Regions from separate parts of the Sus scrofa genome. Here region 1 is linked to region 2. The links are chromatin contacts, called in public Hi-C maps. All regions are on one chromosome and are shown on one strand. Each heading gives the region's core, a stretch centred on a gene start, on an enhancer-like site or on the middle of the called end of the contact. The rest is flanking DNA. Distances are from core to core; before and after follow the strand shown. Region 1 holds the start of RFESD (Rieske domain-containing protein). Region 2 holds the start of TTC37 (tetratricopeptide repeat protein 37).

Region 1 (6,876 bases), core at 1,764-4,263, 80 kb after region 2:
CAGTGGCTCAACACCAAAGTTTATTTCTCACATAAGTGACATGTCTTTTATGGCTTGGTGGACATGTTGGGGGGCACTGGGGTCTCTGTTCCATGTAGCCACACAGGGACCCAGGCTGCCAAGAGCCTCCACCATCTAGAAGGTTAACTGTGATAGAAAAAGACACAACTCGAAAGGTTTCCTATCTGTTCTGCTACACTTCAGTCTGGGAGTGACACTCTGCATTTTCACCCCCAGACCACTGGCCAAAACTAGGCCCATGGCCTCAACCAACTATCGAACGGTCTGGGAAACGCAGGCTACTAGGTGGGATGCTAAATGAACACCACTGTTTCTGCAACAATATCCAGATGGAGATATTACATGGGCTGCCACCCAAATGAATGCTGTGTAGACTTTCATTTTGTTGTTGCAAGCAGACAGGTAGTGTTTAAAGCCACCCTAACTTTCTCATGACCATAATCCCAGTGGCATAATAGAGGCAATGTTATCACCCTTTTCTGGTTTGGAGGACTAGGAAATCCTGATTGCTGGATACTCTTCAACCTCCCTGTAGTGAAACTAACAACATGGATGTTTTCACTAGCTCTCAGATTTTGGCTTGGGATTGAAGGCAGGTTTTAAACCTCTCTGAGAGGAAAGTTTTGGTCTCAGAAAAGCTTGCCTGGAAACAGCTTCATGCTCAGAGCAGAGCAAGAGCTCACAAAAATGAGAAGGGATATTTCAGAGTATTTAGAGACAAAGATATTGGTGGGCAGGCTCACAGAAGGCAAGCAGGTTTTGGTGACAGGAAACAAAACTCCTTCCAGGGCTACCACTAGATGTCGCTAGTAGGAAAGGGGAGGCTGAAAGAACACAAGGAGGAAGGAACAAACAGAATGACAGAAGTAGAAACTGCCCCCACATGTCCCCAGGTAGAACTTTGTGGTGGTGTTGCCCACTCTGGCTGGAACTAATCAATTGTCAAGAAAAAAAAAAAAAGGAAAAGAAAGAGAGAGAAAGAGACAGAGGGAGACGGAGAGAGATGAAGGAAAGGAGGAAGGGAGAAAAAGAAAGAAAAGGGAAATGACAGTAGGAATCATAAATTTTATCCCGAACTGTAACAACTTTCAGATGGGCATTATGGGTTCCTGTCATTAACTCATGCACCTGTGCCAGCTAGGCTGTGCACATACGTTTGCGTCTCAGAAGTGAGAGAGGTAGTTTATTCTGCATCCCACTACAGCTTTCAAGTCATACTTTCCCATAACTAACCACATCAATACTTTAGGTAGAGATAAAAGAAAGTTGTGCGTTTCTCTCTCATTCATCTTATGCACATATGAGTGCATATCAACTGAGGTATTCAATCCATTCAAAAATTAGATTTAAGGTCAGTGGATCTAAGATGTGTCTTACTTTAATGCCTGGTTTATGCCAAAGCAAAAAAGAAGTAATACTCATTAAAAAACGGCAAACCTTACTTATTCTTTCAATGATACAAGCTGAGTACTGCTAACATGCTCCATGTGCCAATAAAATAATTTGGGATGGCTAATGGGTATTGTAAATGATAATAAATCAAATGTATTTTATTATCACTTTAGTAAAGCAATTTATCAAAACTAGATGGTTAATTTGTGCTTGGATCAGTGGAACAAATGGTCAAAAGTGAAATTATCCCATAAAATATTACTATCACATTAAAACTATACTGGGCAGAATAGAAATAAAATTGGAATCAAATCCATTATTCTGAGCTTCTCAATCTTTTACATGTTTTGGCTTACAGCATTTACATGACATACTGAGGTAAATGAAGAAGGCTCTGGGGTTTCAGCTGCCCCAAGCCCACTGGTCCTCTCTAGGACCTCAGATCAGTGTGTCATTGTATTAAATATAGACTAGTTTTTCAACCTTGAGGTCACACTAGAATTTACTGGGAAAGTTAGAAAAAATATGTTGATTCCCCCTCCTCCTACCAACCCCTAGAGAGTTATCTTATTGGTCTGTTCATCATGACTCCCGGGTGATTAAAGTGTGACCAAAGTTAAGGATCACTGCTTAGAAGACAGCCAAGGAAACTGTAAAAAAAAAAAGAAAAAAGGAAAAACAAACAAAAAAACGCTATCACACTCACATAGCTTCCAACTTTGGATGCGAATATGAGGTGCGTGGTTTGTGGGTTTTTTCTTTTTTAAAAAATTCAGAGAAAAACCCAAGTTGCAAAGTTCAAAATACAAAAGTGAAAACCTATCTCCCCTAAAGTAACCATATTTTTTTAAATGTACATATCTACACATTAGTATCTTGAGAAATAACTTTTATTTACTATAAAGAAAGCACACCACACATACTATTCCATACTCTGCTTTTTAACAAATTCATCCATATCTTGAAATCTGCTCTTGAGTATGTGGCTGCAAAGTAATTCACATGTCTAATTCTTTTTTGTTTAACCACTTCCCTGTTGATCATTAGCGCTACTGTCATTTTTCCTTGAAATAAATATCTCTGAACTTAGATTACATGCAACTGTGAGGAACTTCCGCAAATATTTTTAAAAGGTAAATTCCTAGAAGTGAGAGCCCCAGTGGTGTTTAAAATCTGGATAAATGTGGTGAGCTCAACAAACATTTAAAAATTAACTGACGGGAGTTCCCCTTATGGCTCAGCAGGTTAAAAATCCACATAGTGTCTGTGGGGAAGAGGTTAGGTCCCTGGCCTCGCTCAGTGGGTTAAGGATCCGGCATTGCCACAAGCCTAGGCGGCATAGACGGATGCAGCTCAGATCCGTTTTTGTTCGGGCATAAGCAAATGCAGCCTCAATTCCACCCCTAGCAGGAGAACCTGCACAGGACACAAGTGTGGTGGTAAAAAGAAAAAAATAAATTGGTGGCACCGAGGTTTGTCAAACATAGGATTAAGACTGTCAGTTCCAAGTCCTGGCGTGCGAGCACGGTTGGCCAGCGGCATCTGTCGGGTGGGAATCATCCAATGGCCAGTAAGGCCACGGAGGCCCTGGGGGAAGAGCATGCTCAGTCACGTGAGCGGCTTCGCCCCGCCCCTCGGAGCTTTGAGCCGTATTCCGGTCGCTGGCTCCTGCAATAGCCTTCCGCGGCGACGCAGCGACCGGGTCACACGGAGGTGGAGCGCGGGATTTGAGGAAGGTAAGTTCTGTCCCGGCCTGGGGGTTAGGCTGCCGGCCGGGCCGGGCCGGGCTTGCAAGGCTCGCTGCTTCCCTTCCGGCGGCGGCAACCTGAAGCGGCGAAGGAGACTGTCGTTTGGCATTTGCTCCAAGGCTTTGCTGAGCGCCGCGGTTCTTCCGCTGTGGACCCCAAGTCCCTTAACCATTAACGCCCAGGGCAGGCTTCCGCCCCACACTGCAAACCCATCATGCTTGTTCACCACAAAGGTTTACTGGGCTGTAGCCCGGACCTGCCGCCTCAGTGGGGCTGGCCGGGCGTTTTAAAACAAGCTTTCCTGGCATTTGTAACCTCCAACGCTTAATAACTGCCCAAGGGTTTCTGCGGCCCAGCGGTCCTAGATATCTATCTCCAGAAGTCTGTAGATGGAGCCATCCAGCACATCTGGACAGCCACGCTGGTGCTCTGTGTTTGTTGACCACAGCTCCATCTGACAGCTGCATGCTGTCTTTGCTAAAATGTTAAACACAGCTTGAGGTCATTGCCCACTGGCTAGCACGGTGGGCAGGACCTTAGCGATTATCTCTACATGATGGTAGCGTTTCTCATACTTAAGCCCTACTCGAGCCACCTGACTGTGGTCAGGCATATATATACCCCTCACCACCGCCCTATGTGCAGGGCTTTCTTAGAGCTGGCAAACTGCAGCAACACTGACTTCCCTCAAGTCATGGCAGAGCCAGGATTCAAACCCAGGTGAACTCACCTGGTGCTCACAGATCTCTAATATCACAGAGGACAGTATTGGCCTCCAGAGTGACTAAGTGATTTTATTAAATTATTAGGGAAGTATTGTTTTAAACATTCGTTGACACAACTCTTGTACATTATTGTGCCTAAATTTTTAAAAATTCAGTAGTAGTTGCCGTTGTGGATCAGCAGATTAAGAACCTGACATAGTCTCGGTGAGGATCCGGGCTCCATCCCCCTCTGCACTCAGGGGACTAAGGATCCAGAGTTGTGACAAGCTGTGGTTTGAGTTGAAGATGCCCTCAGGATCTGGTGTTGCTGTGATGTAGGCCTGCAGCTTCAGCTCTGATTCCACCCCTAACCCAAGAACATCCATATGCCACAGGTGCAAACAGCAAAAATTTTCATGAAAATCATCTTTGGAGATACACACACACACACATGGTGTATACACACACATTTACTTTGCTAGAAGTTTACTAGAAGACCACCTATTTTTATAAATCTGTGGATGCTTAGATGAAATGTTAATATTTATATATCAATGCTCACAAAGTTTACACTCAAGATCTCAGTTTGATTCTTAACTGCTATTTTGTGAATCTGGGCAAGCTTTTGTTAAGGAAGATCCTGTAGCCTTAGTTTCCTCCTCTGGAAAATAGGTATAATACCTACCCCTTGGTATTTTTGAGTATTAATGAATTCATATATGCGAAGATATGCTTTTTATATCTATTATTATTCTGCCATCCAAAAAGTTATAAAACTAATTTCTCTTCTCTGAACCTAAAAGCAAGGGTGTCATTCTGGAGCTTTGTATTCTAATAACGTGTAGGCCAAGTCCGCAAACTTAGTAAAAACGCCTCAGTGCTCTTGTGCTCAAGAATAATTTCCTTTACTTTCATGCTTCTTTCATACCCACTGTCTTATAGAACCATATGCTTTTTTAAAAATTCAACCTGAGTAGATTCCCAATGCTGGAAAGGTATCTAAGAGAGACAAAGGATCCATTTATCTAATCTGTAATTTTATGTGGTGTTAGCATTTTTAGAAACCTAATTTTAGGGACAGTCCAAAAAATATTTCTTGAAGAGAACCGTGGAGCAAAATGGTTCAACTTGGAGTTCCCGTCGTGGCGCAGTGGAAACAAATCCGACTAGGAACCATGAGGTTGCGGATTCAATCCCTGGCTTCGTTCAGTAGGTTAAAGATCTGGCGTTGCCGTGAGCTGTGGTGTAGGTAGCAGATGCGGCTTGGATCTGGTGTTGCTGTAACTCTGGTGTAGGCTGGTAGCTGTAGCTCCAATTGGACCCCTAGCCTGGGACCTCCACATGCCATGGGAGCAGCCATAAAAAGCAAAAAAAAAAAAAAAAAAAAAAAGGCTCAACTTTTCAGAAGGAAGTTTTCTTCATTTAGCTCCCAAACTGGAATAAGCTGTTTAATTTTCACTTTCTTGTTATTCTGTTAATATTCTCGTGTCTTAAAGGTGACTCAAAATAAAGGAAATTTTGGGAGCATGTGAATAGTGCATCAAAAAATCAGTGATTAAAGTGAACACACTGACTCCTATTGGTCTGAATGAACTGTGATAGCCACAATATTTTATTAATAATATGGGTGTTAATTATAAAGAGTCACCCAATGACGTAAATAGAACCATTTATGATGAATAGAGGGAACAATTATTTGAAGGATGAGGTAATACTTACCTAAGCAAAATGCAAGACTAATCATATTTCTCTGAAACCTTTATCATTTAGCCCCAGCCTTCTCTGCTTATTACTTATCAGCCCCTGCAAAGTTCTCTACAGTTTTCCTTGGTTGGGGGAAAAACCTGAAAAGACTCTATGTTCTAAGAGATTGAAACTTGAGGAAGGTAATGTTTGGTTCTCATTTATTTGGGAGTTGGGTAGAACCTAACTTCTGATGCTACTTCACATGTCATGTATTTTGTTATTTGCTTGATGCCAGTTTCTAGTTTTTGCCTGAAATAGAACTATTCACTTATTTCCTCTTCTAGTGGCAAGTTTTGAAATAAACTGTACAAAAACTTCAAATAGGCCATCCATGATCTGTGTACAGGCACATTTTCTGATAGAAGGTACCATTTAATCCCCTTTCTCAGATTTTGGACCATTTGCTACATAAAGTAGGATGCAATTTAAATATTGAAAAATAGTAATTTTAAATAGAAGAGTAACTGTAATATGCTGATATTTAAGGAAGTTTGTTTACTATCCCATTTTCTTGGTAAGTATGACCTATATACATTTATCCATGAATAATATATTGTTTGGTTTTGCCTGTTTTTGCACATCGCATTTGATAAAAGTGGAAACTTACTCTGAATTCTTAAAATTGTTTTCACTTAAAATTTGATTCTTGGAGTTCCCATCGTGGCTCATCGGAAACAAATCTGACTAGCATCCATGAGGATGCAGGTTCGATCCCTGGCCTTACTCAGGGGGTTAAGGATCCAGCGTTGCCCGTTGCCATGAACTGTGGTGTAGGTTGCAGATGCGGCTCAGATCTGGTGTTGGTATGGCTGTGGTGTAGGCCGGTGGCTACAGCTCCGATTCGACCCTTAGCCTGGGAACCTCCATATGCCACAGGTGTGGCCCTAAAAAGCAAAAAATTAAAAATAATGTTTCATTCTTTAAATTTATCCAACCTGATATAGCCACGTTTCACTGCTACACAGCACTGTGTTGAATGAATATAAAAATCACCTGTTCTTCTGTTGATGGGTTTTGAGTTGTTTCCTGTCTTTTGCTGTTATAACCATTCTTGTGCACACCTCTCTGGAATATACCTGAAGTGGGATTACTGGGTCATAAATATATTCAGATTTACTAGGTAATGCCAAACTGGTGTAACTCGAATTGAGATCATTTCTATCCGTTGTTCCATTATCCTCACCAATACTTGTTATAATTGTTTGCCAGTCTGCTGGGTAGAAAATAGTATCTTCTTGTGACTATGATTTACATTTCTTTTACAT
Region 2 (6,962 bases), core at 3,393-5,892:
AAGATGATAAAAGCAACTTTCATAAGCAATCAGAAAGATTCAGAAAAAAATTCCAGAAACTCAAAATATGCTACTCCAATGTTAAAAAAAAAAAAAGCCAGAATAGAATATTACCTACTTCTATGCTACCTTGTTTACCTAGGACAATTAAGGGCATTTATTTACCCCCAATGTGCAACCTAACTACACTAAAATGAACCTGGTTCTAAGGAATAATAAATATGAAAAAAATTGCCCACAGCATGCAATTAGATTAGTTTTCAACTTAATGAAAAGAGCATACATTTTTTAAATATTAAAAATCCATCTAAATAGCTATCTGAAATACTAACACAATTTCTACATAACTACAAATTCTACTGTCTTTTGATGGCAACTCTGGAATGGTTTCTCTCAAACAAAATTAATCTAAAATGCTTTGTGGGGAGAATGGAGGTGGTTTTGGAAAAATGAATAAAGTTTTTTCCAAAAAGAAAAAAAAAAAGCTGCTTTAGAACTACAATATAAACAAAACTTACATGAAACAGGTGGGGGCGAAAAAGAAATAGAAAGTGCGTTTACTATACTAAAACATGTACTAGCAATATACATACTTAAATAGAATGGTTAGTTCCACAGAAAAGGGTCTTACTGGTAAGATAAGAAAGTATTGTGATCCTAACAATGTTTAGGAAAGTAAAATTAAAGTTAAACAAGGGGCGAGGAGGTAATATAAAAGTTAAAACCTGACTATCCATTTCACTAACTTCTTTAAGGCCACATCTACCTACAAATGACTACCCTCCTCACTCAACCTGATTTTTTTACTGGTTCACTGAGTCACTTCAACTCTGTTCTTACAAAACAGCCCAGATTTTGTCAGCCCCTTCATTCTGCCATATCCACCCACTAAGTCAGGACAGAGAGAACTGGATTCAAGGCTGTGCTGATCTTAGGCACCTTACTTCACCTCTAATCCTATTACCTCCTTGGTAAAGTGAGAATGGCATCACTGGCCTGACATGTACAGAGATAATTACCTGCACACAGTATCTATTAGTTGTGTTGTCCTTATCTCCTGCCACCTTTGAATCAACTTCATTATTTTTTCCCATTCCTAACCCACAGCAGTTATTATACACTTTCTCTACACGTCTAAAACCCCCAATCCTTCCTTCCTTGATCTCTCAAGTAACCTTATATTCCTCAAAAGGTAGCTATCATCAAACACAAGTATCCTCTTCATATAAGTCATCACACATGAATACTAGAGTAAAGCTTGCAACAGAGATCATGCCCTCCTCTGAACCAGCATTTATTGGCTTAGCTATTCAATGGAACATAACAAATGTTCTATACAGAGGTATTCTGCCTCTCAGGTTAAAAAATATATATATCCCTAAGTAAAGGCAATACAGAAAAGGGTCTTACTGGTAAGATAAGAAAGTATTGTGATCCTAACAATGTTTAGGAAAGTAAAATTAAAGTTAAACAAGGGGCGAGGAGGTAATATAAAAGTTAAAACCTGACTATCCATTTCACTAACTTCTTTAAGGCCACATCTACCTACAAATGACTACCCTCCTCACTCAACCTGATTTTTGGAGTTTCCTATATGTCCAACTCCTACTAAGTACTATGATCTACTCAAATTAGTTTTTCTTTTTCTCTACTGTCAAAAGCAGTAATTCTCAATTTGCTCAAGTGAGAAAGGAAGAATTCCTTTTTCAATATTAGTTCATATTACTTTTTTCACCAACCCCCAACAATTTCCACAGCTTACATCTTTACTTCTCCCATTCAGCCTGTCCACACTTCCTTCCAGCTAATCCAAATGCTACATTCATTTCAAGACCAAATTCAAGTGTTAAGCGTAAAGCCTTCTCAGACAAATCTCACACTAGTCTGAACTTCTAACACTCATCGTCTATACTAACATTTCCAAAATGTTAATAACATATTATTTATACTACTGTAATCTAATGTTAGTAACTCACACTACTCATATTACTATGGAACATTTATATCAATGAATAGTAATTATCATTTTGAAGTACACTAGCATTCTCCAAAGAACCATTTGGGATATTCTGGTTTGGGGGGGTTTTTTGGCAATTAAATGTACTTTTTGATATCTTGTATGCTGTTATTAAATAGACAGGTCTGTATATGTCTGTTTTTCATAACTAGACTGGAAGTTCCTTAGGAACAAAGATATTTCTACTACTCTCTTTTATTTCCTAGTATCTAGTACATTGTGGATATTTAACAAGTAGTCACAAAACCACAGCAGGTGAAGACAATACTGAATTTATTCCATATAGTCACTAACTGCACATTTAGCCTTCTTTTCTTAGGGCAGAATATAGTGCTGCTGGTATTCTGGATATAAAAAACGAACACACAAAACAACCAAAAACACTATGAAGAACCAAAACCTAGACCAAAACTTTCAACTGATCTGAACCACAGAATTAAGTATTTCACTAAAAAAATCCCCCTCATGTACAAATCTTTAACTGATGACTTAAACATATACATAATGGAGCCCTACCCTCACTACAAGACACTATATATAACATGTACACACTGAGAGATGCCCAAAGACAACTCAAAAGTACCTTTTTCGACAGGGTAAGCTACTGACTAGTAAACATGCTTTATGTCCAGAAAAGAGTGATCAAATAACAAACAAACCTGAAATTACCTAAGTACCCAAAGGAAATGGGGAAGGCCCGGGGGAAAAAAAATTGGTGGGGAAGGTGAGAAGGGCTGTTGCAAGGCAGAGATTATCCATGTAAAACTGGAGATAAACAGACTAATGAACCAGACTTGAGTTCAAAATAAGAATTTTCAATAATGAGACCTGTACAAATATGGAATGGGCTGCTCAAACGAAGTGTGTTTCACATCACCACATCACCGGAGATGAAAAGGCACAGACTGCATAATCCACTTGGCAGGGATATTCACTGCAGGACAAACTGAATTCCAGAGGAGAAGTACGACTAGCTAGAAGTCTCTTAGATCTTGCAACACAATATGTCTGGGGCCCTAAAATACCACCTTGCTCCAACCCACTGAGCATGTGCTCCCACTGACACTGCCGAGGGGAGAGAGAGGAGCAAAAAGATGTGTCTCTGTCATCCTGACCAGGAATTCAGAATACACAGCCTGTGAAAACAAGGTCAGAGAGTAAACAATTTACAAAATCAATACTACACCATAGCTAAAATTAAATATATTTTTTATGAATCTAAATGTCAGTCAACACTGTCTCTATGGGAAAATGTGTTTTAGAGTCCAAATTAACTCAAAACAGATATTTGAAACATCCTGTTCATGAAAGAGCCTATGCGTATTACCTTTCAGGCTGTATTATTACTTCACTTTTTTCCCCTAGAATGTGAGTTCCTTTTACATATACTTGTATGCTCCCACAGATCTGCTTTATTAACAAGGCTACTTGGCTAACAGAGAGTAAGTTCTCTAGAATGCCATGACATTTTGCAATCAGAGACAGACCACTGCAATAAGTTAGGGCATGGACTACTCAAATTCAACTCCTACTCAGAATGGCTCCCCGTGTAACCTTGGACAAGTCATTTAACCTGTCCAAGTCTCAGTTTTCCTATCTGAAAAAAAAAAAATGGTGAAAATGAGGATTACACAAAATATTCCATGTACAAGTACCATGCACACATTAAGTACTCAATAAATGCTCGGTATAATGATCAGCACATAATAAGTGTCATGTGAGTATTAAATAACTTCTGTCCCTTTTTCCAATTATTTTACGCAAAAAAGTCAGATATTAGCATTAAAAGTTGACTTTATGTAAATAAACACTACGATTCCTCCTTTTCTTGTCAAAACATTAAAACGACAAACAGGACACACTAATTACATACCTGAAACTGTAATAATGAAATCAGGAATTTGGCTCTGGGACATAAATTTGCTTCTTCCAGATTTCTCCAAAGAAGTCCAAGAGTCAAAAGGACCAGTGATTTCTTCAAAACCACGGCAGCAAAACAATGGAATTCTGAACCTACGTCAGTTAATCGAACACGTCACATAGCCCAACATTTCTTCCCCCGAAAACCCGTTCAGCTTCCCTCCTTTGCACTCTGAAGGCAAGGCGCACCCAAGCTTATCCCCACCTAGAGCCGAAACTTTTCTTACTAGGCCCCGCTCCTCACTTCAACGGAGCATAATAAATCCTTACCGTACGAGCAAAGCGGGAAATAGGATGAGGCAATCTATAAATATGCTTGAGAGGAAGGTATTCGAGGGGACCACAGAGTGGCCATATGGTAGCTTAGGCGGTCCAGACAGAGGCCCCACAAAGAACCACCCAATCCAATTTAAGTGACCGCCACCTCATCATCGCCCCGTTCACGGTCTCACCTAACACTCTGTCATGATTGCTCCGCGCAAAAAGAGCAGCCTCGGCACCTGTCCCTTTCTCTCTGTAGGTATCATTTCAATTGCCTACAGTAGCCAACTCTGCAGAAAGCTAGATCAACCAAAACCCACCTGGGCAATGATTCTCCTACAGAAGCTCTGTGTGGAGCCAGAGCGCAGGCGCACTTCCCAGGCATGGCTCATGTGACTGGAAGTAGCTGGATTTCGGTTCGCTCAGTGTTTGATTAAAAGGTCTTAACGTGAGTTGGGGGGGAATAAGGGAACACCTACTTTGCGCATGTGCTCATTCCAAGCCTGATGGGAGTTGTAGTTCTGCCAATGAAGCTTGGAGGAAGCCGAACTGCGCTCTATGGGATCCCCGCCCTCGTCCTCACCCAAGCGAGTTCCCAGAGGCAGGGGCGGACCCAGCGGCCCCGCTCTCAGAACAGCGCGCTGAAATGCTGCTGCTGTGGGTGTCGGTGGTTGCCACCTCGGCCCTGGCAGCACCAGTTCCTGGGGCAGGTGGGCTGAGGCAGGGAGCAGTTCAGGCTTGGCCAGATGCGCCTAACGTGGTGCTAGTCGTGAGCGACTCCTTCGTAAGTACCGAGAGGCAGGGGAGGGGGTGCCACGCTACACTCCCTCCACCGGCCCACAGCCCTTCCTGTGCTGCAGGCTTTGGGGAGCAGAATCTGAGACTTTCAAACAAGCTTTATACCCCGATGCAAAGTAAGAAACGTTTTGAGGCCCCGTACACAAAGTACGTGCACCACATAAATATGCATATAACACAGTAAATAAAACGCACTCCGATTAGCATCTTTACAAAAAAAGTTTTAATTGCTGGCTACGACCCACTAAATTATCTTACCACTAGTAAACTTTCCATCCATACACCCGCTTGATTCAGTTGTGGGGGAAAATAACTTTCTGCATCATCATAAAAGCCTGTTAGCTTTCCAGTCAGTGATCAACGTCATAAAGTATGAAGTTTTCTATTTATAGGTAACGATCTTGTACAAAGAAAATCCTAGGGAATCCACACCAAACTTTTAGAACCAATAAGTCTAGCAAAGCTATAGGATATAGGATCAACATATAAAATCATTAGGGAAATGCAAGTCAAAACCACAATCAGACACCAATTCACACCACCAAGATGTGATAATCAAAAAGACACATTTTGGGGGAGGGGAAATAGAAAGTCTAATTTTCTTATCTTTAAAGGCAAAGTTGGAACACACAGCTTAAAAAAGAAAAAAGGACTCCAGTCTTTTATAGTCTATCAATATTCCTTTGATAAGAAACTTTAAAGGGATATTTCTGAAAGCCCCATATTTGTATTAAAAGAGGTTTATCAAAAGATGAACAATTACCTCAGTTTCATCCTTTCTTGCTGAAACACAATGCTCGTATGTCTAAAATTATAATGTCAATGATACTTAGAAAAAAGAAAGACTTTTTTTTTTTTGCTCCTTCCAAGAAGAATTCTTTAATTCCCAATTCCATTCCACTATGCATTATCTCCAACCCAAACATCTCTTCTAATATCCAGGCTCATTTATCTAGCTGCCTAATTGTTATCCCCATGTATGTCTTGCAGAACACTTTACATGCCCCTTAAATTATTTTGAATGGCTGATCTTTATCATTCTTTAGGTCTCACTTCCTAAAGAAGCCTCCCCAGTTCACTCTATGAAAGTAGGTCTCCCTTCTTATTCTGTATCTTAGGTTTTTTTCAAAACACCTATCACAATAATTTGTAATTATTCTTGGTTTATTTATGAGTATGTTTTTTGCCTTCCCCACTAGACTGTAAGCTTCATGAGGACAGGGACTCTGTTTTTATTCACCGTCATATCTCTAGATCTTTCACGGTGCCTGGCACATAATAAATCAATAAACATTGTCTCAATCAGTCCTTTATCCCCCTAAAGAAACTTTCCGGGAAGCCCTTTAACATATTTACTATCTTCAAATAGATCGAAGTATCACACTACATTGAATTTTCAATATTATGAACCAGAGAATGATAACAATCACTGTACTTGTTTTTATCTTTTGAGGATTCTTGGGCTCATCCTGAAGTCTTTTGCTGCTTGTGAATTTTATGGTTAAAATTACAGGAAATGCTTTTCTTCTTTTATTCCAGGATGGAAGGCTAACATTTTATCCAGAAAGTCAGGTAGTGAAACTACCTTTTATCAACTTCATGAAAGCACATGGCACTTCCTTTCTGAATGCCTACACAAACTCTCCAATCTGTTGCCCATCACGTGCAGGTATGAATACGCTTAATATTGCTAGAAGTGGCCTCACACTGAAAATGTTTTCACAGCTTAAAAGATTATACCTGGAGTTCTCTGGTGGTCTAGTGGTATGGTTCAGGTCACTGCTGTGTTTCAGGTTCGATCCCTGGCCCAGGAACTTCCGCATGCCACAGGTATGGCCAAAAAAAGTATTAAATTAAAATTTAAAAAATTGTAATAGCACTTCAGGTACAAAAGTCATGACAAGGTTCTTTTTTTTTTTTTTTTTTAAAGATCACACCCAAAAATGGAGTAGTAAGTCATATTTGG

What was found. Hi-C and Micro-C count contacts between places; a contact is called where the count stands out from the background.
Region 1: a contact with region 2 is called in a Hi-C map of skeletal muscle, with 2.7 times the contacts expected there. The contact joins the promoter of RFESD here to the promoter of TTC37 in region 2. A contact is called at or near these places in 3 of 47 Hi-C or Micro-C datasets (embryonic fibroblasts, heart right ventricle and skeletal muscle).

Annotation. Positions count from the first base shown.
Region 1 is chr2:102,240,775-102,247,650 of Sscrofa11.1, forward strand. RFESD (Rieske domain-containing protein) reads left to right here and starts at 3,014. Exons shown (of 4, transcript XM_003123769.5): 1 at 3,014-3,149.
Region 2 is chr2:102,159,378-102,166,339 of Sscrofa11.1, forward strand. It overlaps TTC37 (tetratricopeptide repeat protein 37), which reads right to left and starts at 4,643. Exons shown (of 43, transcript XM_021084546.1): 1 at 4,519-4,643; 2 at 3,891-4,030. ARSK (arylsulfatase K) reads left to right here and starts at 4,712. Exons shown (of 8, transcript XM_003354206.5): 1 at 4,712-4,982; 2 at 6,536-6,665. The coding sequence starts at 4,845.